2 separate regions of the Mus musculus genome follow, and region 1 is linked to region 2. A link is a contact called in public HiChIP or PLAC-seq data. All regions are on one chromosome and are shown on one strand. Each heading gives the region's core, a stretch centred on a gene start, on an enhancer-like site or on the middle of the called end of the contact. The rest is flanking DNA. Distances are from core to core; before and after follow the strand shown. Region 1 holds the start of Dach1 (dachshund family transcription factor 1). Region 2 has its middle 300 kb from the start of Gm23276.

The links. HiChIP or PLAC-seq counts read pairs in DNA pulled down with a chosen protein or histone mark.
Region 1: an H3K4me3 HiChIP or PLAC-seq map of neural tube shows a contact between it and region 2, with 6 times the contacts expected there. The contact joins the promoter of Dach1 here to the enhancer-like site in region 2. A contact is called at or near these places in 1 of 39 promoter capture datasets (hippocampal neurons) and 9 of 115 datasets of contacts at active chromatin or transcription factors (bone marrow-derived macrophages, embryonic basal ganglia, embryonic forebrain and 6 more).

What each region holds. Positions count from the first base shown.
Region 1 is chr14:98,168,335-98,171,501 of GRCm38.p6, forward strand. Dach1 (dachshund family transcription factor 1) reads right to left here and starts at 1,431. Exons shown (of 12, transcript NM_007826.3): 1 at 149-1,431. The coding sequence starts at 975. Gm33583 (a long non-coding RNA gene) reads left to right here and starts at 1,570. Exons shown (of 2, transcript XR_003951195.1): 1 at 1,570-1,632.
Region 2 is chr14:97,637,036-97,639,826 of GRCm38.p6, forward strand. No RefSeq gene overlaps it. Among named protein-coding and RNA genes, the nearest start is that of Gm23276, 300 kb to the left of the region's middle. Within about 2 kb of position 1,301, at least 6 of the 459 cell types and tissues checked have an H3K27ac peak or open chromatin away from gene starts, as enhancers often do. A contact at or near this core is called in neural tube, where this site is marked.

The sequences.
Region 1 (3,167 bases), core at 181-2,680, 530 kb after region 2:
CGGGGACCGACAGGAGAGGGCCGTGCTCGCCAGGGCGCGCAGCTCGCGGACGCGCTGAGCGGGCGGCGCCGGGAAGGGAGCAGGGGAAGGGCGAGGAGGAGGGTGGGAAAGGACCAGGGCGACAGAAGGTTTCCCCTCCGCTCTTTACCTGGCGTTGGTGCAGTCATTGTAGAGGGTCTCGAAGTCCTTCCTGGAGATGAGTTTGCAGCGGTTCACTCCGGGCTGGATGGCCCCCAGTCCCCTCAGGATGCGAACCTGTTCCACATTGCACACCACCGGCGTGATCTCCAACCGCTTCAGCTTGGTGTAGACGGTGTGCAAGCCCCCCACCAAGTGCTTCAGGAACAGGTCGAAAGCCTGGGGCAGGCAGATCAGCTCGCAGCCCTCCACCGTAAAGGAAGCCACTTTGGCCCCTCTCAGATCCACCATTTTGCACTCATTATTCTGGGGGGTGTTTTCCACTGGGGACGGGGTTGAGTACACGGGTTTCCCAGGGAGGGGGCCGCAGCTGCTGCTGCTACTGCTGCTGCTGCTGCTACTGCTGCTGCTGCTGCTACTGCTGCTGCTGCTGCTGCTACTGCTGCTGCTGCCGGTGCTCGCGGTGATGGGGGTGCTGGAGGCGCCGCCGCCGCCAGCGCTAACGCCGCCGCCGCTGCTCCCGGCCGCCAGGCTGGGGTTGCAGTTGCTCCCGCCGCCGCCTCCGTTGCCGCCGCTGCCACCGCCGCCTCCGCTGCCGCCGCCGCCGCCACCAGGAGAGGTGACTGTGGCCGCGGCTGAAGAAGAAGCAGAAGAGGCAATGGGCTCCGGCCGGAACAGAGTTGGCCCAGACGACGCCGGGGGTCCGATGGATGGAGCCGGAGACGAGGTCGCCGAGGAGGTGGAGGTGGTGGTGCCCGAGGAGGAAGCAGAAGTAGAGATCGGGGGTTGAGGGGGGACCAGCTGGGTCGGAGGGATCAAAGCCGCCGGCACTGCCATGGTCACATATAAGGGGAAACAGAAGGAGGAGAAGCGAGGGGGAAAAGTTGCCACACACCCCCCAAAGGGGAAGGGGGAGAAAGGGGGACAAGGATCGAGGTGGGGGGGGGGGCAGAGACAACAAGCACTCTAGGAAGGAACCTTAGTTGGAGAGAGGGAGAGAAGAGGAGAAAAAGGAGGTGAGGTTAAGAAAGAGCGAGCGCAGGAGGGGCGAGCGCGAGAGGCGCTCGAGAGAGAAACGCACAAAAGTGTCCCGCAAGTCGAAATGCGAGTCCTCTCTCGGGGCTGGGATCGCGGGCTGCTCTTGGGGGGGGAGAGGCGGGGGTGGGGCGGGGAGGGTCGGCTGGTGGTGTGTGGGTCCCGCTCTAGCACAAAGTTAAGGATGAAGGTGAAAAGGAGGAGGGTTGAGGGACTTGGGTTCTCCCTGGCAAGTACATTGATCAAAGATTGAGAGGGGAATGACAGAGAGAAAATGAGCTGAAAGTGCAGGCTGCCGGCTGGACGAGTTGTTGTTGTCACACGGTGCGGAGGGGAGGAGCTCCGGATACTTGAAATACCCTTTGAAGCCGCGAAAACCTCACTCACTAGTATTAACCCAAATTATCCAACCAGGAACTCGGAGCACAGACTCCAAGAGCGCGAGACCGAGGAAAGGGGGTGGGTAGAAAACGGGAGTGGGGGGGGAGGGTACGGAGGAAAAGGGTGGGAGGAAAGCCCTAGAAAAGCCGGGGCCCAAGAGTGGTGCTCAGAGAGAGGGAGAGAAAGCTGGTCATCTACTTCTCTCGCGCTGCTACCGTTACATCCCCTGCCACCTCCTCTGTGGCTTTGAAGGAGAAGACTCTTAGCTCCCACCCACCCACCCACCCCAAAAAGGTTCTGAGCAAACGCCTCATGACTGAAAGAGCGGCGGTGCCGCTGCCAGCTCACCTTCAAGGATTTAGGTTCACACACACACACACACACACACACACACACGCGCGCGCGGGGCATTTGTGCAAGCAGTTACAAAAGGAAACATCCCCAGCTCATGACTGTTGGGCAATTATTATTATTATTATTATTATTATTATTATTATTATTATTATTATTATTATTATTATAGGAAAATTCACATGTAAGCAGTGTGGACTATTTTGTGTATCTGACGGGTTTTTTTTCTATATCAAAAATGTTTATATAAAGATAAAGAAGAGTTTTCAAGCTGCGGGAAGAAAGTCACTTAAGAATAATGGGTGCTCCTGATCCTAGTAGACAGGGATACAGTGGATTAAAACAACTTCCCTTTCACCTCCAGAGATTGGTCAGGGATGACTTCTTTATCTAGAAATTTCTAAAGAGATCAGCTGTCCTTGAAGATTAGAAAGTAGAATACAAAAACACACTGATGTTTCTTACCCAAAACTCTAATTAATTCACCTGGTCTTGCACAGTAATCAACTCTCATTTCTCCTTCAGTACCCGAGGAGAGTCGAAAGTGTGTTATTTAAGTCACACAATAATTATTGGGTTCCTTTCATATTTGGAAAGTCCTGCTATGTTTTGGGAACTTCGTTTTTGCTTTCTCAGTGAGAATGTGTTTGTAAAGAATGAAATAGAAACTAAGCCTCCTGGTTGACTTGTAAACACAGAAGGCAGAAGGGAATAGTGGTTTGGGGCTGCATGAGGGGAGTAAGACACTCATTTTCTCCTCCTGTCTTCTCTAACTTGTTGCACAGCGATGTTTTTTCCGGGATGTTTGACCAGCATAGAATTTGAGCATAGGTCCTGTGTGTTTGTTGCTTATATCTCTAGGAATCTGGAGTAGTTAGGCATTGAACCTGTCTACACATGTCTAAAGATTTCATAAGATGTGAGGAGGCAGCATATGACAGATTTAAGAAATAAACTATTATAACAGGCTTGTTGATTTGAGAAATGTTAGGATGTTATTTTTGCCATTTAGGTATTGAAATTATCACTTTTGTCTTTATCTTTTTAAATCCACTGAACTCTGAAGTTTATTGTCTAAGTATATAGGAATCCGTTAAAGTGAAATATGACACTATTGTCTTATTACTCTTTTATGCTAAACTTTGAGGCACAATACTTGCATTGGAAGGCTTTCTTACAGTGTAAGAATTTTTTAAAAATTGAATAAAAGTATATAAACTTCTACAAAGATAGATGAAGCTTTCACAGCTGTTTGCCCCAGT
Region 2 (2,791 bases), core at 51-2,550:
CATTTAGAGTTGGGTGTTCCAAAATCTTATACTCTGCACATTGTCTTCTTGTAGGTCTCTGTGTTAGTTCTCATATACTGTAATAGGAATCTTCTTTCATGATGTTTGAGCAAGGAATTGATTTGAGCCATAGCCTCGTATGACTACTGCTAGGTAAATATTCAGTCACTTTATTTTACTCGAGGAGACATTAAGAGTTCGAAAACATGGCTACATATTTGGTAAAATGGAGGGTTGTTTCCTTTAGCTTTCTTGAGTCATTCTACATACTATCTATTGTATTTAAAAGCTCCATCTAATTTCTGAGTCTTTTCCATTTACATTTGGATGCTAAATTGAGCTCATAGGTTTCTTGGAATTCTGTCAAACAGATACACTTCAGGCCATTCATTCCTGAAATCTGCCTCTATGCTTCATCTAGGAACAAAACAGGGTGAGGGAATTTAAAGGTACCCTAAGGACACACAGACACAAGAGTTGTGAAATAGGAAATATTTTATTTACATTGCTTATAATTCTTAATAATTCTAACTGTCCTAGTGTCTGAATAATATAATTAATCCTGATGTAAATGTTTACACAATATCCATTCTGATGCTGAAATAGAATAAACACTCTGTGTTTCCTGTTTTAATGAAAGCTGCAGTAGCATAATGTTTTAATTTGTTTTCTGTTTCTTATGGAAATTTTCATTGTAAGGCTGCTAGGCTTGAATTCAAACACATAAAACTTGAAATACCAACAGATAATCAAATAGAATAATTTAATAGTTTGGTACTAAAATTCATCTTCTACCTCAAAAAGGGCTTATGTAATTTAAACATCTATTTTTAAGCAGGATTCTTCATAATATATTTTTCCATGTACAATGTTTTCCAACACATAATTATTCCAGAGACATTATTATAAAATATAGATATATGTGTCTATATGCAATCAAAATGATGAAGAACAGATAAAAACCAGAAGCATGTTGCTGAATGCTATTTCTTCTTACTAAAAACACACATGAGCATACATTTACATTTAAAATTTGATGGGATGCTTTGCATTTGTTTCATGTTATTTTTCCTATGGTCATTTAGATTTTCCAAGGAAGTAAAACCTTTCTGATTCCCAAAGTTGTAGAATTCTCCTTGGTCCCTTCTTCAATGTGCAAATGCACAGAACTCATCCTTTATTCCCCCTCATGACTCTCTTTCCTGGCTCTTGACATCCTTTTAACACATTTCTCAGAGACCACAAGAATGGCATTCCTCCTCTTGCAGTCTCCCTCATTGTTCTCAAAGTCACAGCTTTTGCCATAGTCTTTTGTGGATAGATGATTCTGTAACCCACAGCTACATTCCTTCAGTTCTGCTCATTATCACTTGGAGGCGGCCGCCATTCCTCTAGTATATTCATCTATCTTTGGCGCAAATCAATAGATCATCTTAAATCAGTGCACTAGACATTGAAAGACCACCTTTTATTGCAGGCTGGTAGTTCAGACATAGGAAAATGAATGATTTCTTGGGGTTTGTGGTCCATAATTATATTAACCTTGGTCCCACACTAAGCTATTTGAAACTTCTCACACCTCATTAGCAGTCAATGGGTCCTTTTCTATGTAAGAATTGCATTGTTTGACTTTGAAAGACATGTTGTTAAAATCCCTTTACAGGTTAGTGGTGTTTCTTAAGAAGAGTGGAACAAATTTCATGGTCAAAGTCAAATTTTTAGCGCCCTTTTTATCACAAGAATATCTAACCCCTTAAATGCCAGAACAGCTCATTTGGCTGTGAATGTGTTAGTGGAAAAAAACCAGACAAATTGTTTTCATTATTATCATATTGATAGTGTGATTTCTGCTTTAGCAAGTGAATTTATTATGTAACAGCTTAAATATAGGAAAATACTAGCAGTTATACTTTTGATTGATATTTATGAATGGTTCTGATACCACTGACTTTAATCCTACTTTGAGTTTACAAAATAAAAGAAAATTTCAGAATGCAAAGAACTTTTACTAATCAAGGACAAATAAGTATTTCAGGGTTATTTCCTTGATGTAAGAATGGATGAGTTGAAACAAATATAAAAAATGCAAACAAATTAAAGTCTTATGAAATGGTCAACAAAATACAAATATATCTTTTTAAAACCCTAATGAGGAAATGTTTCTTTGCAATTTAAAACAATCCAGATAATAGGTTGTCTATATGGATTGAATATGAAATGCTTTGAAGCTTTGTGCTCCACAAAGAATCCTATAAGACTTAAATAATTATCTTTTTTCCCCTTTCACTAAAGAAAGGCCACATAAGAACAGGCTGGGCACAGGGGAATGAAGATGAATACACGTAAGTATTAGTTTAAAACTGAGTTCATCCATCCTACAAAAAATAAAAACACATTTTTCTCTTCTACTTATTCTTTGAAGATAAGTAAACCATATTTTTGGTAGAATTACAATACATGCAAATTGAAATTTTTAATTCATGGACAATCTGATTTGTTCTTTTGTGTTTTTACACAGCAAAAAAATGATAATAGGAGAAGACAAAACTCATCAGGAAGTTTTCAGAGCAGGGACCCCAAAAGTGAGTATTTCTAACACTTAATCTTTACCTTAAGCTGAAAATGTTTTGGATTCTGTCCAGAAAAAAGGGACTCTGATTTCTTCTGTTCCCCAGATCCCACTCTACTCTTTCTTGGAGCATCATCTTCTAGGGAACAACTTTGAAACTGGATCTCTGGATTTTCATGGTCAAGTGTGTTCTATCTGCTCCCCAGTTTCAGTACATTTCTT